Linked DNA regions of Mus musculus: all the other regions are linked to region 6. A link is a contact called in public ChIA-PET, HiChIP or PLAC-seq and Micro-C data. All regions are on one chromosome and are shown on one strand. Each heading gives the region's core, a stretch centred on a gene start, on an enhancer-like site or on the middle of the called end of the contact. The rest is flanking DNA. Distances are from core to core; before and after follow the strand shown.

What was found. Hi-C and Micro-C count contacts between places; a contact is called where the count stands out from the background. ChIA-PET counts read pairs in DNA pulled down with a chosen protein or histone mark. HiChIP or PLAC-seq counts read pairs in DNA pulled down with a chosen protein or histone mark.
Region 1: a contact with region 6 is called in an H3K27ac HiChIP or PLAC-seq map of epiblast stem cells. The contact joins the enhancer-like site here to the promoter of Ppp2ca in region 6. A contact is called at or near these places in 2 of 39 promoter capture datasets (both in embryonic stem cells), 3 of 15 datasets of contacts at CTCF or cohesin (the NIH/3T3 cell line, embryonic stem cells and stem cell-derived epiblast-like cells), 10 of 484 Hi-C or Micro-C datasets (B cells, Th1 cells, bone marrow-derived DN3 thymocytes and 7 more), 16 of 115 datasets of contacts at active chromatin or transcription factors (astrocytes, cardiomyocytes, embryonic forebrain and 8 more) and 3 of 9 other capture datasets (adipose tissue, liver and pancreatic islet).
Region 2: a contact with region 6 is called in an RNA polymerase II ChIA-PET map of memory CD8 T cells, with 71 read pairs. The contact joins the promoter of 9530068E07Rik here to the promoter of Ppp2ca in region 6. A contact is called at or near these places in 2 of 484 Hi-C or Micro-C datasets (both in embryonic stem cells), 4 of 115 datasets of contacts at active chromatin or transcription factors (bone marrow-derived macrophages, epiblast stem cells, extraembryonic endoderm stem cells and 1 more) and 2 of 9 other capture datasets (adipose tissue and pancreatic islet).
Region 3: an HNF4G HiChIP or PLAC-seq map of pancreatic cancer cells shows a contact between it and region 6. The contact joins the promoter of Nhp2 here to the promoter of Ppp2ca in region 6. A contact is called at or near these places in 4 of 484 Hi-C or Micro-C datasets (the Ba/F3 cell line, embryonic stem cells and muscle stem cells), 5 of 115 datasets of contacts at active chromatin or transcription factors (bone marrow-derived macrophages, cardiomyocytes, effector CD8 T cells and 2 more) and 1 of 9 other capture datasets (adipose tissue).
Region 4: a Micro-C map of embryonic stem cells shows a contact between it and region 6, with 2.1 times the contacts expected there. The contact joins the enhancer-like site here to the promoter of Ppp2ca in region 6. A contact is called at or near these places in 1 of 39 promoter capture datasets (embryonic stem cells), 2 of 15 datasets of contacts at CTCF or cohesin (the NIH/3T3 cell line and embryonic stem cells), 10 of 484 Hi-C or Micro-C datasets (B cells, CD4 T cells, Th1 cells and 5 more), 21 of 115 datasets of contacts at active chromatin or transcription factors (the NIH/3T3 cell line, acute myeloid leukemia, astrocytes and 11 more) and 2 of 9 other capture datasets (adipose tissue and liver).
Region 5: a Micro-C map of embryonic stem cells shows a contact between it and region 6, with 2.2 times the contacts expected there. The contact joins the enhancer-like site here to the promoter of Ppp2ca in region 6. A contact is called at or near these places in 1 of 39 promoter capture datasets (neural stem cells), 1 of 484 Hi-C or Micro-C datasets (embryonic stem cells), 2 of 115 datasets of contacts at active chromatin or transcription factors (astrocytes and cardiomyocytes) and 2 of 9 other capture datasets (adipose tissue and liver).

Annotation. Positions count from the first base shown.
Region 1 is chr11:51,821,649-51,825,434 of GRCm38.p6, forward strand. Jade2 (jade family PHD finger 2) reads right to left here. Exons shown (of 13, transcript NM_001357588.2): 10 at 3,295-3,759. Among named protein-coding and RNA genes, the nearest start is that of Gm30110, 32 kb to the right of the region's middle. Within about 2 kb of position 1,298, at least 45 of the 459 cell types and tissues checked have an H3K27ac peak or open chromatin away from gene starts, as enhancers often do. A contact at or near this core is called in Th1 cells, astrocytes, embryonic stem cells and 5 more, where this site is marked.
Region 2 is chr11:52,394,927-52,398,789 of GRCm38.p6, forward strand. 9530068E07Rik (RIKEN cDNA 9530068E07 gene) reads left to right here and starts at 1,502. Exons shown (of 3, transcript NM_153117.2): 1 at 1,502-1,677. The coding sequence starts at 1,542.
Region 3 is chr11:51,618,341-51,622,113 of GRCm38.p6, forward strand. Nhp2 (NHP2 ribonucleoprotein) reads left to right here and starts at 1,433. Exons shown (of 4, transcript NM_026631.4): 1 at 1,433-1,637; 2 at 1,742-1,811. The coding sequence starts at 1,478.
Region 4 is chr11:51,803,787-51,807,108 of GRCm38.p6, forward strand. No RefSeq gene overlaps it. Among named protein-coding and RNA genes, the nearest start is that of Sar1b, 42 kb to the left of the region's middle. Within about 2 kb of position 1,580, at least 254 of the 459 cell types and tissues checked have an H3K27ac peak or open chromatin away from gene starts, as enhancers often do. A contact at or near this core is called in acute myeloid leukemia, adipose tissue, centroblasts and 7 more, where this site is marked.
Region 5 is chr11:51,702,150-51,705,532 of GRCm38.p6, forward strand. Sec24a (Sec24 related gene family, member A (S. cerevisiae)) reads right to left here. Exons shown (of 23, transcript NM_175255.3): 19 at 2,127-2,264. Among named protein-coding and RNA genes, the nearest start is that of 0610009B22Rik, 15 kb to the left of the region's middle. Within about 2 kb of position 1,677, at least 31 of the 459 cell types and tissues checked have an H3K27ac peak or open chromatin away from gene starts, as enhancers often do. A contact at or near this core is called in embryonic stem cells, where this site is marked.
Region 6 is chr11:52,097,283-52,101,034 of GRCm38.p6, forward strand. Ppp2ca (protein phosphatase 2 (formerly 2A), catalytic subunit, alpha isoform) reads left to right here and starts at 1,542. Exons shown (of 7, transcript NM_019411.4): 1 at 1,542-1,868. The coding sequence starts at 1,767.

The DNA of each region.
Region 1 (3,786 bases), core at 48-2,547, 280 kb before region 6:
AGCTGGTTAGAGTCCCTACAGTAGGCTTTGAAGTCATCTGGCTTAGCCCAGAGGACGGGCACACATTCTTCAGGTTGGCTGGCAGGATATGAAGTGGACCTGTCACTGCCTGTTCAGGGTTCCTCTATCCCCTAAGGACTGCTCTCTCACATACTTCCAGGCTTCAGCCCTGGAGACGCTCCCTCCATCTGGTATCACCTTTGGGCTCATGTGGAGTTTTCCAGAAACAGGGACAGTTACTGACCATAGCTGCTCAGCCTGGATCCTATTCCCACTCAGGCCTCCCTTTACACAGTTGCCAGGTGGTCTTCAGGTCTTACTTAGCTGCCTGAGTTACCTTTAATTAAGAGCTTCTCCTTCCAGCCAGGTGTGGTGGCGCACGCCTTTAATCCCAGCACTTGGCAGGCAGAGGCAGGCAGATTTCTGAGTTGAACCTCTGCCTCTCCTTCCTATGACTCCGGCCTTCCTAGCTCGAGGTAGTATGAGCAGATCTTTATCAGGTGTGACCTTCCTTTCCCTTCTGAGACTACTTGAGAAGGAGATCCTAGGAGGTCCAGTGCGGCGGACAGCATCACAGGAGGGATTCAATATGGACTCTGCCATGACATCCCGTGTGACATGTACTCTGCTGTGACATTCCATGCGTGTGTGTGTGTGTGTGTACTCCTCACCTGCACTGGCAACACCAGGCCGTCAGGGTTCACTCATTGCTGACTCCAGCTTTATCAATTCCCATGTCCAGCCTCTTCCTCCAGGGACAGCCCTGGGTTTGAACCACTGGTAGCAGCCTGTGCACCTCTTACCATGACCCACTTTCCAATCAACCTCTTCTTCACACCCCTCTCCTCCTGCACTTTAGCCTGGCTCTGTGCCTTCCTCCATTCTGGAATAAATTTGTATAGGGGCCAGCATCTCTTTCTTCCTATTGCCTGCCACCCAGCAAGGCAGGAAGAACTCCCTGGAGCAGATGGCCTAAACCGGGACACCCTAGCCCAGCAGGAGGTGGTGACAGTGTACTGGAAAAAGAAAGGAGAGGCAAAACCAGCAGGGGTGGGGGGGGGTGTAAGCAGGCCCTGGGGGTGCACCCTCCGGGCAAAGGGGAGTTGTAGAAGACTTATGGCTGAAAACTGGACTCATCCCCACTACCTGTTCTCTTGGTCCACACCCACAACTGACCTATCAGTACATTTGCACCAGTCTCTCCTTGTGGCAGATACCAGCTCTCTTCACAGCCTGGTTCCACCCTTCCCCATCCCCCATCCTTTCACAGGGACAGTAAAACAATCCCTCAGCAATGCTCTTGAAATGCAAATCAGACCACTTCCTGGCAAACTTACACCTTCCAGGGCCTCGATGGCCTCTACATGGGTGGAAATCCGCAAGATTTCCTGCTGGGAACCTCAGAATGGGACATAAGGTCTCAGAAGATAAAAGTAGCTAAGATGAAGTCATCTCGGGTTGGGGTGGGCCCATGCTTGATTATGACTGAATGAAGACAAAGACCTGGAGAATGGAGTGCTGACTGACTGGGTGGACAGAGTGACTGTGTCACCAGCCAAGTGCTGTTAAGGATTTTGGCCAGGGACCCCAAGGCAAACAGCGAGATCAGAAAAGGAAAGGGTCTGTTTCCCATGGTTCCTCTCCATCCTTGGAGGGACGCAGGGGTGAGGCTACCACATACTCATCTCCGATGACCGAGAGCTCCGGCCACCCTCTTGGGTCTCACACAAGGTCCATTCAGTCACTGAAATAAACTCTTCCAGCAAGAACCACAATCATGTCCTGCAGGGCCTAATAGTCAGCGGTTGCTAGGGGACATGAGCTGGCATCTGCAGGCTGATGTCCACTACTGCAATCTTTCTGTCAGCCGTGAATAACTCTGGACGCTGTGGTGGCCGTGCCCATCCACGCTGCCTGCCAAGGTCCAGGCCTGCGGCTGAAATTTGTAGGAGAGTGTATCTTTTGGGTTGGCCGTAAAATTGATTTTCTGCTGGTGGCAATTCTGCTCCTGACCCATCAGAGAAGATGCCCGTGCTGGAGCACCAGGCCTTGCAGCTCTGTGGAGCCCACTCTCAGAATATAAGGCTTCACCTCTCTTCTATGAGCTGAACTGCTTATGGGGCCAATAGTAATAAAAATACCAATCTGAAGTAAGGAAGGGGCGGGGCGGGCTCAGATCCTTATCATCCTAGTACTTGGGAGGAATGGGTGAGGCCAGCCTGGGCTACCAGGTGAGAAGGTAGCTTCAAACAACACAACTAACAGTGGAAGCCACTATCCTTGTGTGACTCCAAGAGATGGAGGCCACTGTCCTTGTATGACCCCCTAACGCTGACCCCAAGGTCAGTTGGATCCTTACTTCCAGTTCAAGGAAAAGGAAACAGAAAGTCACCCATTAGGGGAAAGGGCCCAGAATCAGTACAGGGCCAGACCACCCAAGGCCTCTAACTCCAGCCCTGCCCTGTCCCTTCAATGCAGGAGCAGGACCAAGCTGGCCTGGTGCCCAGGCAAAGGTGGACTACTCTCAGCTATTGGCCCTGGGCCATGGTTAGAGACTGGGCCTGCTGGCCAGGCCACTGCCACTATGGGGCCTTGCAGAGAACCCCTGCCCCACCCCCATAAGAGCACTTGGTCCTTTGCATTGTTAGTCAAAGTTACCAACATGTAGCCCCCAGAGGGACTGAGGCTGGACCCCTGGAGCTGGGTCTTATTGCTATCTTTGATAGCTTTCTTCTTCAGTCTTCTAGAAACCTCCTCCTTCCCCCAACACACACATGTCCATCTCCCTCAGCCCCAAATATACCACAAGCCACAATTCTGTCCTGCCTCCTAGAGTAAAGACGGAAGTGTGTGTGGCTCAGTCACCCAGGCCAGGCCTGGAATGCCTCTGTGGGGCAATGCCAAGTGTGTGACATCTGTCCCAATCCCTGTTCTCTGCCTGGCAGGCCATGGGAGTCTCTCCCAATCCCTGTTCTCTGCCTGGCAGGCCATGGGAGTCTCACTCACCACCCACCCCTGCCCTCCCAGTTCTGGCCAGCACAAACATGCCTGGCCAGAACAACCCTCCCCCCCCCCACCCCCGGCCACCAGGATTTCCTCTGTCTAAAGCTCCCAAGAGACTTCACAGAGTTCCAGGTAGGCTCTCCCACCTCTTTCTAGATGTTCAGATGGGTGGCACCTGTCCTTGGAGGGGTCTGTGGTAGCCCCCTGAGTCTTTGGAGCCTACCAAAGGCTCAAACTGGGCAGGGCACATGGAGTAAGAGGTAAGGCCCCTGACCCACCAGGGCTACTTACCCTCTCCAGGTCCTGCCGCAGGTGGGTGAAAAGCTTCAGGCGTCGATAGAGGACATCCTGTTCCTGTTGGGCCAGGTTGTCCACCTCGTCAGTCTTGGGCGTCAACAGCGGCTGGTTGGCATTAGCTCTCCGCTTCAACTTCCAGTACTGGTAGATGAAGTCCACCAGTGCCTCAGCCAGGTCTAGCCGTTCAGCCACCTCAGCTGGCTCCACTAGCTCATAGAAGTTTTCTTCCAGCTGCTGCAGCCGCTGCTTGCGTAAGGTCACCTTTTCCAGATCCTCAACGGCCTGGCTGGGCTCCACAGGCTCAGAAGTAGGCTCACTCCGAGGGCCCCCGTCACTGTGCTCCTGGCAAAGTGACTTGAACTTGACCTCGTCATTGTCAGCTAATATAGTCCGCATTTCCAGGCCTCGGTCAAAGGCGCACGTAACGTGGAATGCTGTGATGCAGGAAGGCATGGAACACTGGAGAGAGAGAGAGAGAGGAAGGGC
Region 2 (3,863 bases), core at 252-2,751, 300 kb after region 6:
GTGAAGGAGTTCAAGGTTATCCACTGGGTAGAAAGGGATTTTGAATGCCGGTGCCTGGCAAACACAGAAGTGGATGCTCACAGTCAGCTATTGGATGGAACACAGGGCCCCCAAAGGAAGAGCTAGAGAAAGTACCCAAGGAGCTAAAGGGGTCTGCAACCCTATAGGTAGAACAACAATATGAACTAACCAGTACCCCCGGAGCTTGTGTCTCTAGCTGCATATGTAGCATAAGATGGCCTAGTCGGCTCGGCCATCATTGGGAAGAGAGGCCCCTTGGTCTTGCAAACTTTATATGCCTCAGTACAGGGGAACGCCAGGGCCAAGAAGTGGGAGTGGGTGGGTAGGGGAGTGGGGGGGGATATGGGGGACTTTTGGGATAGCATTTGAAATGTAAATGAAGAAAATACCTAATTAAAAAATAAAATTAAAAAAAAAAGGAATTTTGAGGCCAGCCTGGGCCACTTGAGATCTTGTTTCAAAACCAAAACCAAAAGGGTGCTGGAGAAATTATTCAACAGTTTAGAGCAATTGTGCTTGTAGAGGACCAGGGTGTGGTTCCCAGGAGCCACATGGGGTGGCTCATAATCACAGCAACCTCCAGCTCCAGGGGAGTAGACGCCCTCTTCTGGCACTGGAGGGCATTTGAACTTACACACAATTTTACTCTTTCTTTATTGTTTCTTTAATGCTTATTTTATCATTATTATTTTTTGAGACAGGGTTTCTCTGTGTAGCCCTGGCTGTTCTATAATCGCTTTGTAGACCAGGCTGGACTCGAATTCACTTAGATTTACCTGCTTCTGCGTCCTGAGTGCTGAAACTAAAGATATGCACTATCACACCTGGCTAGTTTTAATTCAGAAATGATTGCTTGCATATATGTTTGTGTACCCCATATGCCTAATGCCTGTGGAGATCAAAAGAGGTCTTATAGTCAGATCCCCTGGAACTGGAGTTAGAGGTGGCTGTGAGCTGTTTAATCTGAGTGCTGGGAACCAAACCCAGTCCTTTGCAAGAGTAGCAAATGCTCTCAACAGCTGAACATTCTCTCCAGCTCCATATATATATATATAATCTTTCTTAAGTGTATTAAACTTGTGTGTAGTTGTTTTACTTATGAGTTTCTGCATCAGTTATACGTCTAGTGTTTGAGGATGCCTAAAGAGGGCACCGTATACCCTGGGACAGATGGGTGTGAGTCCTCACATACAGGGGTGCTTGGAATCGAACCCAGGAGCTCTGGGGGAATCAGCCAGTGCTCTTAAGCGATGACCCCTGAAATACATCTCAAAGATGACAACGATAAACCACAGAGCAAAACAAAAAACCACCAGTTGAAAATAAATCCGTCCCATTCGCCTTTTTTTTTTTTTTTTTTTTTAAGCACCCTTTTCTACACTCCCACGCTAACCTTTCGGGTTCAGAGATGCAACGTCATCACGCCGGGACGTAGCTGCTTCGGGAGTGCGCTTCGGACGCGTATCTGACGTCACCTCGCAGAACCTAGCAACAGCGCAGGCTCGGGGGCCGAGTCCGTTATGGCCGCCTCCGCCCTGGGCAGAATGTGCGGGGCTGCACGAGAGAAGCTGTCTCCCGGGCCGGGCGCCCGGGGCCTCGGGGCTCTGGCGCGATCTCTGGTGCTGGCGTTGCTGCTCGTGCCCGTCCTGTGCTCTGGTAATGAACGCAGGGAGACGGCGAGGGACCGGGTCGGGCCCGACGGGGACGGAGCGCCGCCGACTCACGGTGGTTCCCACCGGCCGAGTTCCCGCGCCCAGGGCTGGGCCCGAGTTGGGAAGCGCTCCCAGTGCGGTCTCCCCAGGCCTGAGAAGTGGGGTTGTGAGATTCAGAGACCCGAGTAGGTGGGCGGGGACGGGAAGTCCCCGTGTCGTGGACGGAGTCTCTGAGAATACACTCCCTGGAGGAAGGGCGCTCGGTGTGGAGGGGGGAGGTCCCCAAAATGGGGAGTACAGAGATCTCGCAGACTGGATAGGAAACAGGCCGAAGAGATAGTCGGAGTTGGGGAGAGTGATGTTAAGAGAGATGCTTGAGGTTAGAGGGACAAGCAAGGCTAGGCAAGTTTTTGTTTTGTTTTCCCCTTCGAAATGGTGAGGTCAGAGATAAAGATAGGGACAGCGACCCAGTGTTGGGACTGAATTGATTGACTGTTCCAGAGTGGAAGAGGGGAGGAGCTGTTTGTGGATTCCATCTCTGAGGTCTGAGAAGTTCTGGGGCTTTTGGTGTAGAGGCAGAGTCCGGGGACGCTGACCGGCTGAGGGCCTTGGAGGAGGAGTAGAGTTTAGAAACAAAGGGAGAGAGCGTGTCTGCGGCAGATGCCCTTCCTTGAGCTGAGGTTTTACCGAACGCCCTCTCGCCTCATTTGAGAAAAACTTTCTTTTCTTGCAGATGCTATAGCATAAATCAGGATATTAAAGCCGTTCTTGAAAGTGAAATCTGTAAACCGAGGCAGAGATTTAGCAGGAGAAACTGAGCATTGTTGAGTAGTCATATTTTTCTTTCTGTCCAGCGTGCAATCATTTTCTCCCCAAGTCTTTATTGATTTTTTTTTTCAGATGAAAACTTAATGTGAACTGGGGCTGACTTCCTTCTTTGCCCAGGGAGACTCTCCAGCCAATCACCCGTCCCTTTATTACAGTGCTGGGTTGCATACATAGTTTCCTTCCTCAGCAGCACTGAAAGCAGGCAGCTGACTGCCCTAACTGGAGGGTTTTGGAGTCTGTGGGAGGAAAGACTAGGTTTTCCAAGGCTCTTATATCTTGGGTAGAATGTAATGAGGATTTCCCTGGTGGATGCAGACATAATTTTGATCTTTAATCATCTAGAGCAACAGTCTGTAACTGCATCTTTAGGAGTAATCTGACACCTGTGGCTTCTTTGGGTACTGCACCTAAGTTTGTGTCTCACACACACACACACACACACACACACACACATTCTCTCTCTTTCTCTCTAAATGTTACCTTTATTTATTTATTTGAGACACGGTTTCTCTGTGTAGCCCTGCCTGTCTTGGAACTCACTCTGTAGACAAGGCTGGCCTGGAACTCAGAAATCCACCTGCCTCCGCCTCCCAAGTGCTGAGATTAAAGGCGTGCGCCACCACTGCCCGGCTGAATGTTACCTTTAAACTAGAGGTAGTACCAGTTAGGCAAGGGGTCTGAGCAGTCTCATTGATAGATACCTTTGTGGATGAAGCTTGGCCATGAAGTCCATTAAGCACAAGCAGTCTGACATCAGCTGTTCTGAGTTCTCTTTCCATCCAGCTGGGTCAGCATCGCGTCTGTTGTTTCATGTAAAGTCCTAGCTTATTTCCCTGTGCTGGACTTGTGTGTTCCTTCTAATTTTTTTTTTTTGACTTCCTTGGTGCTGGGTGTGGGCATTCATCAATGAAGAGGGATTCTGCCCAGCTGGGTCTCAGGGCCGAGCCCTTGAGGAAGTACAGTAGGTGCTGAGATGCTCTCTGGGGTGCAGTGCGCATCGCGATGGGATGAGGTTGGGTTGAGTGCATTTACTGCTCATTCACTCAATGTTGTGACTTTTTAAGTAGACAGTATGGGTCATTAGGAGATTAGGAAGTGGCCAAAGGTTGTTGACTTTGTAAAAAAAAATACATCTTTCTTTACATTTATTTAGTGTGTGTATAGGTATAGGACATTGGACAGTGGACAGCTTTTGGTTGGGAGTCAGTTCTTGCTTTCCACCATGTTGAGTTTCAAAGTACAAACTTCCTTATTTGCTGAGCTACCTCTCTGTCCCTCAGATAGGACCTTGTAGACAGTTGTTTGTTTGTTTGTTTTGTTTTAAAGTGTACCTGTGCAGTGGGGACACACACCTTAATCCCA
Region 3 (3,773 bases), core at 183-2,682, 480 kb before region 6:
CCCAATCTGACATATCCTGGTCCTCTTGCTGCTGTCCAAGTGATGGCTTTTAGTGGCTGGAAATCATACTCAACTATCTCACAGGTCTCATAGTTGTCAATCAGGGATAGGTAAGTTCTGTGTCCTTCACAAAACACAGATCTAAATGTGGGCCTGATTTTTGGCATCTGGCACTCAGGATCCTCCTTCATATTCACCCTTACCAGCTTCAGTCCCTCTACGTCACAGAGCTGAGGTCCCCGTTTCCTGTTGCTCCAGGGTTCTCATTAGCTAGCTGGACTCTTCATCCAGCACATGTCACCTTCCTTCCTACCTTTCTGGTTTTTCAGATTTGCTTTTAACATTTAAGAACTTTTGATTGATTTATTTCCTGTGTGTGAGTGTGTTGCCTGAAAGCACATCTGTGCAGCACATGCACTCCTGAGGCCCTTGCAGATTAGACATTTCAGATCCCCTGGAACTGGAGTGGGTTTTTTTGTTTGTTTGTTTGTGTTTTTTTGTTTGTTTGGGGGGGGTTGGTTTTTGTTTTTTGGTTTTTATTCAAGACAGGGTTTCTCTGTATAGCCCTGGCTGTCCTGGAACTCACTCTGTAGACCAGGCTGGCTTTGAACTCATAAATCCACCTGCCTTTGCCTCCCAAGTGCTGGGATTAAAGGCATGCGCCACCACTGCCCGGCCTCTTTTTTTTCTTTTTTCTTTGCGGTTTTTTTTTTTTTTTTTTTTGGAGACTGTTTCTGTGTAATCCTGGCTGTCCTGAAACTCGATCTGTAGAACAGGCTAGCCTTGAATTCAGAGTTCCTCCTGCCTCTGCCTCCCAAATGCTGAGAGTAAAGGTATGCACCACTACTGCCCAGCGGAAGTCACTATGTAGACCAGGCTGACCTTACTGCCCAGCGGAAGTCACTATGTAGACCAGGCTGACCTGATCCACCTGCCCCTGCCTCCCCACTGCTGGGATCAAAGGTGTGCGGTTTATAGTTTGTGCAACAGGATCTAGGAGGGGGAAAAGAAAATATGAAAAAACTTTCAGGTGCGCCAGGCTTTACCTAACCAGCAGCAGCAGGTCACAAGGCAGGTCACAAGGAGCTCAGGGGACACAATCCCGTTGTGTATTTTCCTTCCACCCGCTCTTCAATCTCTCCGGGCCCCGCCTCTTTCCCTTTGGGCTCCGCCTCTTTCCCTTTGGGCCCCACCTCTCGGCCCCAGGCCCCGCCCCTTTCCCTCTGGAAACCCGGTTCTAAATTCGGCCTCCCTGGGATTCCCGCGGTGAAAATCCAAATCCCGTGCTTAGATTGACCTTTAACTCCGCCCCCATATCCAAAATCCCGCCCCTAGAGATCTACTTAGAGATTGGTCGGTGTAGAATATTTAGTTTCCCAATTGGTCACAGGGTAGAGCCACTTGAAAACCCGGAAGTGATGTCGGAGGCGGCGGCCGCGTGGTTCCTCTATGCCGGGACGGAGTTGTAGTTGCTAAGATGACCAAAGTAAAGGCCGCTCCCGAAGAGTCCGAGGCGCAGGCGGAGGGCTGCAGCGAGGAGCGCACGTACAAAGAGCTGCTGGTCAATCTGAACCCCATCGCGCAGCCCCTGGCTTCCCGCCGCCTGACGCGCAAGCTCTACAAGTGCATCAAGAAGGGTGAGGCGGGCGCGTGGCGATCGCGGTCCGGGACCGGTGACTTGGGCGGCCCGGGGTCGAGCCTCGTGAGCGAGGTGTCGGCTCACGCTTCTCTCTCTTTGTAGCTGTGAAGCAGAAGCAGATTCGTCGCGGGGTGAAGGAGGTTCAGAAATTTGTCAACAAGGGCGAGAAAGGGTAAGAACCCGGCTTCCTCTGGTTTTTAAGTTTTGTGTGGTTTTTATTTTTATATTCCAGTGCCGGGGATTGAACCTAGGGCCTTGTGCACGGTACACAAGTACTACGGCACTAAGTTTGGCTTATTAACTGGTTAAGAAGAAATTCCACCTACTCAATAAAGGTGAAGTTGACCAACCAGTCTAGCAGTCAACTCCCTTCACTACCAGTAAATGGAACTCCCAGTAAATGACAGGGAAGAGAATAGGAATCCAGCCCGTGTAAACTAGAGTCCTGATCATTCACTCTGTAGAACGGCACAACTTTTTCAGGCTCTAGGCAACGTGCTATATGTAGAGAGACATTTTCCCAAGTAGGGCAGGGGAGAATGCGGGCTAGCTTCCGAAGTATAGCTAGTTCAAGGCCGTCGTGGTCTATGGACAGGTCTCAAAACAAACAAAACTCCCAAAAGGAGAAAATGATAAGCCAGTGATAGGCCTTTAATCCCATCAGAGGCAGATCTCTTAAGTTTTCAGCCATGACTATGTATAGAGACCCTGTCTCAAAACAACAAAGGAAGAGAATGAATGAATGAAGGTTTATTTGGGGTGAGGGGGTGGAATCCTGAGAAGAGTAGGCTCTTGGACAGGGCAGTGTAGTGGCACTTACACAATGTAAGTGGTTACTCCTTTTAAGTGTATGACTGTTTTGCCTGCGTGTATATGTTGGTGCATCACTGGTGCCCTTGGCAACCAGAAGGCAAGGTGTAAGGTCTCCTTGGACTGGAGTTAGAAATGGCCATGCACCCCCAGAAATGGCTATGCATCCCCGTATGCCGGCTCTCCAGCCCTCCTGGGCTTTCTTTTTTTTTTTTTTTTGAGACAGGATTTCTCTGTGTAGCCCTGTCTGTCCTGGAACTCATTTTGTAGACCAGGCTGGCCTCAAACTCAGAAATCCGCCTGCCTCTGCCTCCGGAGTGTTGGAATTAAAGGCGTGCCCCACCATGCCCGGTTTTGTTTGTTGTTGTTGTTGTTGTTGTTTTCTTTTTCCCCCTCGTGGGCTTTCTAAGGTAGGTTTAGTGTTCTCAGAACAGAGTGCAAGCTGAGGCGTGACATCGAGGGAAGAATTAGGAGAGGCAAGTCAGACTTAGTAAGCTGTTATGGCCCAAGGCAGGTGATGGGCAGGAGCTACAGCTGAGGGATTTGAGAGACGGTGACATATAATGACTTTGCATGCTAGTTTGGGCTGTAGTGTGTGACTGCAGACAGACAGTGGAGGAAAGCCAGGTTTGTGTGAAAACATCTGAAGTGTGGTTTTTAGATACCTTTTATTACGTGTGGGTGCCTACTTGCATGTGTATGGACACATGTGCATCTGGTACCCATGTGAACACCAGCGGACAACTTGGAGAGCTGATTCTCTTCTGCCATTCAGGCCCCTGGGATTGAACTCAGGTGGCCAGGCTTGGCAGTGAGTGTCTTTACCCTCTGAGGCGTCCTGAGTTGACATGGAAAATGCCTTGGACATGCTCTGCTTAGCTATTCTACAGGCAGATGTTTTGGTAGGGCAGATGGGGGCTGGTAGCTTCAGGTGGCCCCTGGCACCATGATAGGTCAGGAAGGCAAGGAGAAAGGGACCACAAAGAAGGACAGCAAAGGAACAAGTGGAAAGGACCAGCCTTGTGCCAAAGGGAACGGAGTATGCAAACAGATGTCTACCACCCTTACACCGGGCAGATCTTCAGGACTTCTGGGTCTGGTACACTGACAGCTCTCAGCCATGGTTGAGGGCCCTGGCAAGCTTTCTCTTGGGACAGAGTCTGTGTGTTACTCAAACACTTAGGTGTGATCCCTGCCAGTCCTCTCAGCTTTGTTCTCTGACACCCCCCCCCCACCACACACACACACACTAGTTATCTATTGCAGAAGGCAACCAGCCCTTCAGTACCACCCTTGGCCTTATTCTGTCCCCACACCTGCCATT
Region 4 (3,322 bases), core at 330-2,829, 290 kb before region 6:
AGCTAAGATTAGAGCCATCGTCCACAAGGCTCACAGACTAGCAGACCAGAAAAGCTTATTTGGAGTCAGGACTATCCTCAAAATGGCAGACTGGCCTTTGAGCTTACACACTGACACGTGTGTGGTACTGTGGGAACTCTGGTCTGAAGTAAAACTAGAACATACGCTAGGCTGAACACAGTTCAGTCGTAGAACAGAAACATGACTAAGGCTCTGGGTTCGATCCCCAGCAAAATACAAATAAAAATACAAAAGTAATAAGTGACTATGTTACAGACAAGCTGAAGTTACTGAAACAGAGGCAATGTCTACCTGAGAAGCACCTGACTGAGCCCTGAGGTGAGACTCTTGATACAGCTGAGATCATATCTGACCAGTCTTCATATTAACCCCTGGCCTGGGACTGGCTAGGCCTGAACAAGATGGTGCAGTCCATCCCATGTGCAGGGTATAGTAGAGGCACAGGAAAGGTCACCCTGGAAATGACTGCATTCAGAAAGGTGGCGGCAAGATGCTTCGACTGTTAGAAAATTGCTTCATGGCTGCCTAGTCAAACTGAACTGGACTAGATGTTTATGCTGTGAGGACCCTAGAGGATCGTGAATAGGATGCATTTGGGAGGCTGGCAGCTCACGATTGTAATCCTGTGACCCTAACAGTCTTTACAGGTGAAGCTGGTCTAGAGACTCGTCTCTGACTACTCTCAGGCTATTGAAACAAATGAAACAAGGGTCCCAAGAAGGAAAAGGTTGCAAGCCCTGGTGCTGGCTGAAGGAAGAACTTGCCTCCTGGAGAGAGATTTAATTCTGACAACTGTTAGCCCACCTGAGAGGACAGACAATGATGGGTCAGGGATGGGTGGACCACACTTTGACCACAATGGCTTAGTTAAGCATGCTTCCTTCTTGCTTTCTATTCAAACCTAAACCTCATGTCAGGGCTGAAGATGGATTTTGGGCTGGGGGTGGAGGTCACTAAAGCTCTCTATCTGCTTCTCTTCCCAATGTGGCCACACCAACTAAATCTCCTTTGTCTGTTTTCACTAATGTCTATGTATTTAATGTACTGTGGATGAGTGGCAGAGCCTGTGGTGTTAGCCCTGTCAGAGCTCAGGCTTTGACCAGAATTACTCTACTCACAATCCCAGTATTGCCACAAGTTTAAGACTAGCCTGATGGGCTGGAGAAATGGCTCAGAGGTTAAGAGCACTGACTGCCCTTCCAGAGGTCCTCAGTTCAATTCCCAGCAACCACATGATGGCTCACAACCATCTGTAATGGGATCTGATGCCCTCTTCTGGGGTGTCTTTAGACAGCTACAGTGTACTCACGTACTTTAAATAAATAAATGAATCTTAAAAAAAAAAAAAAAAGACTAGCCTGAGTGAGACCTTATGGGGAGAGAGGGAGGGTTCCAGCTGCTGGAACTGAAGAGAAGGCTCAGTGCTTAAGTGAACTTGCTGCTCTTGGTTCTGGCACTAAAGAGTCCAACATCCACTTCAGTTCTCAGGTTTCTGTGAACATCAAGTGAGAGTTTCCTGCCAAAAGACTACATTTCCCATCGTCCCTTGCAGCCAGACCAAGGAGTTCCTGGAAGGGTGGGACTACAATGTAGCTGGTAGTTGTTTCCGCCTCACAAGGAACTGGAGTACTGTCTTCTGTAGGCATTTTGGCCACCCAGACGTGGGTGATGAAATGCTTCTTCACTGTGAATAAACACGGTCTCACTTAAGGTCCGACCAAACCTCGCTCTTACCCCCTTCAACCTCTCTACAGGAAGTAACCTGACACCAAGCACGTACAGGTGCACGTACATGAGGGCAAAACACTCATACACATGAAATAAAAATAAATAGTACCTAAAAAAACCCCTTCAGCTGTTGCTTAGGCCAACACATACCTACAGCAGCCTTGTCCGCCCACGGATCCTGGCAGGTGCCCAGCTGGGGACACTGTGGAGTCTCTAGTTAGGACGAAGAGTCTCACCTGGGGAGTTGAATTTAACTCAGAGGAGGCATTCTGGCCGCACGCCCCACTCCCCACCCCCTTTCTCTTCCTCCTGCCCGGGATTGGAGAGCCTGGCTACAGGCTTGTGTGGTCCAACTTCTCTCCTTAGAAAGTTGTAAGAAAGCCGCACGGTGGTGGTGCTTACTTTTAAGTCCAGCACTCAGGAGGTAGCGGCAGATATCTCTCTGTGGGTCTGAGGCCAGCCTGACACACAGTGAGTTCCAGGACCGCCAGGGCCACACAGAGAAACCCTGTCTCCAAAAACAAGTAAACAAGAGACACCCACTTCTGCCACATGGGCTCTGACTCCCTCTCTTCAGAGCCGTCTGACTGTCCATGGCATTTAGTAAGTCTTATGGCCTCCAAGTACAATTTCTGTCTCAGTGTCCTGTATCATATGTGAGAGAATTGAGGGGTGGGGATTAGGAATCGTCTACCCTGCTCCTCCTTAGCTCCCACAAACTAGCCAAAGTTGGATTCCACCAAAGTTCAGCCTAGGGAGCCAATGACTTCACTAAAGTTACTCACAGAGTAAGGATGAGGGGGTTGCAAAGGAGTATGGGTGATCTCTGAGAAGCGGCACTAGAAGGTGGGCACAAAAATGAATGGCTTCTGTGGTTGTATACATGGAGCCCCCTTCTTTCAGGTCTTCCAAGCCCCTCCTGAAACCCCCAAGGCCACACACAGTTAGGAAAGAACACAATTATGATCAGCTAGAAGGAGTATCTGGATAGTCAGGTGAAGGTCCCAAGACCCTCCATCCCTCCTCCCATGGGGAAACCTCAACAGCCAACAAGCTCAGCTATGCCTTTGGTTGTTTAATGATATTTTGCAGAGAAACCCATCAGCATGTCTGAAGGCAGCAGCCCTTTGTCTTGGAAAACAATCCTTTATAACAACAGCCAAGACCTTTCTGGAGACAGGAAGATGATTCTTCAGCAAGGAGTGGCCAGAAGCTGTGGCTGGAGGCAAGAGCTACGTCTTTGCAGCCCAATATCCCAAACAACTGATACCAGAACCAACTAGCCCCTTGGATTCTGCAAATAGCAGTGGGTAATGGGTGTTATGGGTGGTTTTTTGTTTTGCTTTGTTTTGTTTTGTTTTTTGTTTTTTTTTTTAAAGATTTATTTATTTATTATATGTAAGTATACTGTAGCTGTCTTCAGACACTCCAGAAGAGGGAGTCAGATCTTGTTACAGATGGTTGTGAGCCACCATGTGGTTGCTGGGATTTGAACTCCAGACCTTTGGAAGAGCAGTCGGGTGCTCTTACCCACTGAGCCATCTCACCAGCCCCTTGTTTTGTTTTTCAACAA
Region 5 (3,383 bases), core at 427-2,926, 390 kb before region 6:
CAATGTAGGTATGAACCACCATGCAAGGTTAATGCCAGGGTGAAGAGTGGACCCAGGCTTCATGCATGCTAAGCAAGCATTCTACCAACTGGGCTGTTACATTCTTTAAAGAGAGGGTTTCCTGTTAGCCAGGCAGGCCTGGAACTCCTGACCCACCTTGCAAGTGCTAGGATTATCGGTGCCATCAAGCTTGACTTTGGTTTTTCTTTTTTTTAGATTTATTTATTTATTATATGTGAGTACACTGTAGCTGTCTTCAGACACACCAGAAGAGGGCGTCAGATCTCGTTACGGATGGTTGTGAGCCACCATGTGGTTGCTGGGATTTGAACTCTGGACCTTTGGAAGAGCAGTCGGGTACTCTTACCCACTGAGCCATCTCACCAGCCCCTTGACTTTGGTTTTTAAAAATTAAATTGAAAAATATAATATATAGTGAACAGATAAGTGACATTAGTGAAATACAACTAATAATAGATTAATCAAGTCTCTCTCCTTTTTTCTTTCCTCCTCCTCTTCTTCCTCCTCTTCTTCCTCCTCTTCTTCCTCCTTTTCTTCTTCCTCTTCCTCTTCTTAGAGTTTTTGAATTTTGTTTCTGAGGCAGGGACTGATTTCAAACTCATGAGCTCAAGTGATCCTCTTGTTTTAGCCAAAGTTGTTTGAACTATAGGAATAAGCCATTTAGGTATAGCCCAGGAAACTATAAAGTTAAACATTAGGAACAACTGGTAAGAGCCTTCTGTGCTGGCTATCTTATGTCCACTTGGCACAAGCTAGAGTCACCTGAGAAGAGAAAACTTTAACTGAGAAAATGCTCCCACCAGATTGGCATTTCCCTCAATTAGTGAGTAATGTGAGAAGAGCCCGTTGTGGGCAGTGCCCGGGGGTAGAATTTTTCCTGTCCAATTACATTAGAATATTAGTGCAGCAGGAAGCTTGTGATTGGACAGGGAAAAGGGAGGCAGAACAAAGAGTTGCAGGGACAGAGAGCAGATGAACAGGAAGATCCTGATCCCACGGGGGTGGGATTGGTTTTAAGTAGCCACAGGTAGTTATAAACATCATATAGGGATAGAATAATTGGGATAACTTGTCTGATCTAGGTGGGCAGCTTGTATCATTATCATTTGGCCCTGAAATTATTGTGTAGGCATCTTGTGAATTGAGAATTTATTGATATAAATAATAAATAAATCTTTTAAAAAAGGTCAGATATATGTAAGTACACTGTAGCTGTCTTCAGACACTTTTTCTTCTCTCTCCAGTCTTGCTTGCTCTGGCCCAGATTTCTTTCTTTATTATGTAAAGTACGCTGGCTGTAGCTGTCTTCAGACACCCCAGAAGAGGGCATCAGATTTCATCACAGATGATTGTGAGTCATCATGTGGTTGCTGGGACTTGAACTGGGGAGCTTTGGAAGCGCAGTCAGTGCTCTTAACTGCTGAGCCATCTCTCCAGCCCTCTAAATCTGACTTGTTAATTATAAGCTTCTAGAGTTTTGTTTCTACTGGGTTGCTGGGTGTTGAGGTGCTGACTGCTGGGTGGATGGTCGTTGCGGTGCGTTGCGTGTGGCTGGCATGGCAGCCAAGAGAAGGGAACACAGGAGCTCTGGTCCTGCTGGAGAGTGGGCGGATGAAGTGCAGGAGCTTGGTGGTTCTTTTTAAATATTTCCCGCAACAGCGCCCCCTATGGTCTGGTGGTCTTGGCTGTGTAAGAAGCCTGACTGAGTAAGCCATAGAGAAACCTGTACACAGCACCCTCCATGGCTTTTCCATCAGCTGCTGCCCTGCGTTCCTGCCCTAACTTCTTTGATGATGAACTCTATGCTAAAAGAAGCCCTTTCTTCCAAGTTGACTTTGGTCATGGTGTTTTCTCACAGCAATAGACACTCTGAGACACCTTGTATACTATATCTGTATCTTTAAATCTCAAATTAGAAAAAAAGAGAGTATGTCTTAGAAAACTTAAAGTTAATATTTTCAGGAATGTCCCTAACTATCAAAGTTTCTGTACATTTACCTAGGAAAAAACAAACAAGGATTTAGGTAACAAACTCATTTCTGTACAGAATATAATCAGGCTTCACGTTTTTCGGAAGAAGCCACAGAACAGGGAGTTGGTCTTACCTCATCTGAGAGGTTGTCAACTCTGTACAAACTGGGATGTGTTGTGAGCATGAGGTGAACCAATGGCTGGCTTTTCACTTGACACATGGCAAAAATTCGTTCATCTAGACGTATACTTGTCCCAGTCTGGAAAGATTTCTGCAATAAAACAACACCCCGCCTCCCAACATTAGAAAAAGAGTTTTGTAAATGTCAATTGCTAAAAGATTATCATTAGACAGAATTAGCAAATTTATCATAAATTATTTTATCTTTGAAGAAGTCATTACCCTGTAGCCTCATCTGGAAGTCTCAACTAGTCAATACCTGACCATTGCTAAGTCACCCGATCTCCTGGTGTCTGTTTCCTCACTGCTAGGCTAGGCCTAACTGCAGTGACTGTGATGGAGCTGAGAAGCCTGGGAAGGATGGTACCCTGGCGACAAGATAAAGGTACACATGGCATAGCAAGAAGACCCCAGCAAGTGTGCCACGTCTGCTGGATGGTAATTGTTTCTTCCACAACGAGAGACATTAAAACTCAATACAGCAGATCCCACGGCCTCTGAAGCAGGGTGGTACCACACATGAGGACAGTGGCAGAGCAGAGCTGAGGCTGGGACAGTTTTAGTGCTGTAGTAGCTGCACTCAGGCTGGCGGAGCTGTGAGGTGAGGGCTAGTGTCTCAGTTGGTGGAGAGGAATACAAGAGGCAGAGAACAATGAATATTCACAGACTGAATGTGACTAGAACGCCTTCTCCAGGCAGGTTCAGGTAAACTGAGGCATCTGCAGGAAGCAAGAGTGTTTAATAACAGCAGAGCCTCAGTCTGTCACATGTCACTCACTGATGGCTCTATGCCAGGTGCTCCTCTATGGTGACTTTGCCAAAGAACCCAGACCAGCTTTTATGCCCAGGTCACTAACTTGTGAGGCTCCCCTAGAACAAGGCTGCCCTGGAAAGAGTCTGGGCAATTTTGTTCAATGATGTCTCTCCCATCCCCCTACAACATGCAGCACACTGTAAGCACTCAGCATGTGTCGAAAGCTGGTGGTCTAGCTCATCGCACAGAGGCTTTTTGGCATACCACGAGAAAAATTTTAGTGAATTATTTCACCTGTTAGTATTAAATAAATAGGGCCTGGAGAGATAGCTCAGTGATCCAGAGCACTGGTTGGTCTTGCAGAAGACCCAAATTCAGTTCCCAACACCCACATAGTGGCTTACAACCATCTGTAACTCCAGTCCCAGAAGATCTGATGTTTTCTGGCCTCCACAA
Region 6 (3,752 bases), core at 292-2,791:
AGAATAAGACAAGACAGCACAGTGAACATGGCTTTATAACTATGGGCACCAAACAGTCTTTATTTAGTCATCTCACGTAGCCTTAACTCTTACTCCTGTTTGTTTTGGGGGGCTATTCACTGCAAACCAGAGTCAGAATTTGAGCTGAAAGGACTGGCAGAACAAGTATGTATGGAGGCGTCTAGAAGAGTAGATCTCAGGTACTTTCTTCGGGAACTCTAGTGGGAGGTACCCACTAGAGAAAGCAGAATTGGTCAAGCCAGTTCCCCTGGCCAAGCAGGTTGTCCTTGATAAAGGAGGATTTTCATCCCTGCCATTTGTGGATGGGGCCACTGAGGTCCTCTTGTAGCTTGTGGGTCAGGGTGTCTTCTGATGCTCTGAGCTGTGTCTTCTCCGGTGTGTGACAGGCTTGACTGTTCCCCACAGTATAGCTAGGTCAGCTCTTGCCTTGACCTTCATGGATAACCATCCTTTGGCTTCTCTCCCAGACTCTGGAGGGGAGCAGTGTATGACTTCCATCCATTCCATTCATTTCCAGCCAGGAACATTCAAGCTCCACCAGGGCAGTAGCCCCTTTCTGTCTGCATGACCCCTTTGTCCCCTAAGCATGGGATCTGGTCAACAGTTGATGCTCTGTAGAGCCAAGTATCTCTGTGAATGCAGACAGTGCAATGTGAACACGTTTCACAAGCCTCAGAAGAGATTTATAACCAGGTCGAAGGCTGATCCTTAAGAATATCAGCTTCCTTTACAGAACACACGGTAGCTGCTTCTACCAGTACCAGAACACAGCCCTGGCTTGTTCCTCTAGAATGTAGGACAAGATTATTTCCAGTGGGCACAGGTCTCGGAGAAAAGTGCACACCAGAGGTGTTGAAGGCCACAGGAGAGGAAGCAAGGCTTAGGAAGAGGCCAGGATCGAAGGCCCACTTCGGCCCCGCCTTCGTGCAGGGACAGGTGTGTGCTGGGGGTGTAAGGTGCGCGGGCGACACATCCCAGCAGGTACACCTTCCTTCGCCCACGAATGACCTAATTATAGGAGCCTGCAACGGCCAGAGGTGGGGAAGGTCACTCCAGGCAACCTGCCACTAGGCTTGTCCCCAAAGGTGTGTGACTCCCTTGTGGTTCCCAGGGCTGCTGGACTAAGCGCCTTAGGGTTGCCTTTAGTCATCAGGCTGGCAGAGCCCAGACCACATCTGAGAGGTATCACCCAGAGGCCTTCCAGAAACACCAGGTCACAAGGAATAAAAACCTCGCCTACACGGACTGCTCATGCGCCGAGACCGCGCAGGCGCCCTGCGGAGCCTGGGACGCCAGGATTAACCAGCACTGCGCTTGCTCGGACTCGCTTCTTCCCTTCCCCCGCCGCCCTCCCAGCGGGAGGACCACGCCCCAAGAGCGAAGCCACTTCCTTCGGCAGCCAACTCCGCTGCGCTTGCGCCCCGGCTCCACGGTGCGCAGCTCTGGGTCCCGGCCCCACTCCGTCGCCCTCCCCGCGGCTCCCTGACGCTGGCGTGACGTCACCACGCCGGGCGGCCGCCATTACAGAAAGCCGAGTCCCGAGCTAGGGCGAGCGGAGGAGGAGGCACAGCGGCCGGCGGCCGAGCACTGCGGAGCGAGCCAGCGGGCCGGCGCCAGCGCCCAGCAGCCGCCTGGGGCCGCAGAAAGCACCCCGGGAGAGCGGCGGCGGCGTGTGCGTGTGGCCCGGGTGCGGGCGGCGGCGCGGGAGCAGCGCGGAGCGGCAGCCGGTTCGGGCGGGCGGCATCATGGACGAGAAGTTGTTCACCAAGGAGCTGGACCAGTGGATCGAGCAGCTGAACGAGTGCAAGCAGCTCTCCGAGTCCCAGGTCAAGAGCCTCTGCGAGAAGGTGAGCTGCTCTCGGCCGCGGGTGCGGCCTCTGCCCGGGCCCGCCTATCAGGAGGCCGCGGGGACGGTGCAACATGGCGGCACGGAGGCCAGACCCCCGAACCTAGCAGCCCGGCGCCCGGCGCTGCCTGCGGCGACTCGCGAGGGACCCGGCGCCCCCCGCCTCCCGCGCGCTGATTGGATGGCGCCGCCACCGCGGCCTAAAATGGCGCCGCGCGCCGGACTCCGGGCTTCGGAGCCTCCGGGCCGAACCCGGCCCGACCCTGGGAAGTGGGGCGGCCGGGACCCTCGGTGGCCCGGCGAGGGACTGGCTGGGCTTTGCGCCCGGGAACGGGTTCCGGACTCATGGAGTCAAAGCATTGCGCTTGCACTCGGGCTTGCTTCGTGGAGCGGGCGCTGCCCACAGGGTCCCCCACAGCAGGGCTTGTAGGCCAGACCCCAGCGCCTATGGAAAGGTCACCTCGCTTTCCTGTCGGTCTCCACGCCTCGGCTTCCCCGGAGCCCTGTTTAAAGTGTGTGTTTAACGATTATGAAGGGAGTCGCTAACCCAGTTCCTACGAAGGTCATAGTGGTAGTTTGAAGGGAGGAATATAAAGTTTTCTTAGTTGGACAAATGGAGGATTTGGTGAGTCATACTACAACGAAGAGCTTTGGGATTGGAAATACAGTGTCACATTAATTTATGATGTATATGCTGACTCAAATTGGGTAGTGTGAAACCCTTCTGTGTGTAACGTACTTGGCGTGGAGCCATTTATTTTTGAATGAGCAACATAAACGGGAAGAGAGTCAAATTTTTTATCCTCTCTGGTTGCAAAAGTTTCTTGGATTGTATTTTTGTGGCTACAATCAGCAGTAGAAATCCCCGTGTTGACCGATTTCTCTATTTCAGACATGGAACTGAGTCCACTCCTTGAAGTGATAACTCGGTATCTCAGGTTATCTCATTCCATTGGTTTTCTCCAAGAATTGGGGAAGCAAGTTGTTCATGTTGTATTCTTGAAGTCTTAATTAATGCAATTTTCTATTAGAAAAATGTGTCTCCACTTCATTTTAGCTTTTCTTTTCAGGGTTAATTTAACATTTAATTTTAGTGCAGAATTATGGATTATGTTAGTAATTTGTGTTAGCAGGAAGAACTTTTGGAGCACAGAAGATGCTCATTCTTTTGTGGCTTGGTGTAGAAAGGAGATTCTTGAGGTTGAATATTTTCTGATGACACAATTTTTCAGAAAATGCTGAAAACCATTTTGGTTAAGTCAAATGTAGATTTATCCCTTCCCTCCTTCCTTCCATCCCAAGTATCCCTGGCTGCCCTGGTACTGGTTATGTAGAGCCAGGGTAACTTTGAACTTGTGACATTCCTTGTGTCTCTGCTTCCTCAGGTGCTGGGATGACGTGTGTGTATGTGTGTCTGTCTGTGTGTTATAACACGCCCCACTTGAATCTCTAGTGTTTTGATCTTTGTTTCTCTCACATCAAACAAGGTTGGTATTTTTAAGGTTTAGAAGTAAGCCTTTTAAATATTACTTAGTAAATCTTGCCAGGTCTCAGTCTCTAATTGCTGACTCGGAGTGAAGGGCTTTATGTGGACATTGGATGACTAGTCATTTGTGTGACCACTCATTGGACTGTTCGGTAGACCTGGACACAATTACTTTTCATTTCCCAACTGAGTGATTGTAACTGGCTTTTTCAGGTAAACGGTTTATTTGGTCCTTGTTTCTGTACTTAAAAATAGTTAACACATGCTCCAAGATTACATGCTCTTAAGAAGGCAACCAGAACACAATGAAGAATATGTTATGCATATTTTCAAGGAACTTTTAATCTAGTTGGAAAGACTAGGGTGGCATTGTTAACTTGACCCTCGAGAGCAGTGGTT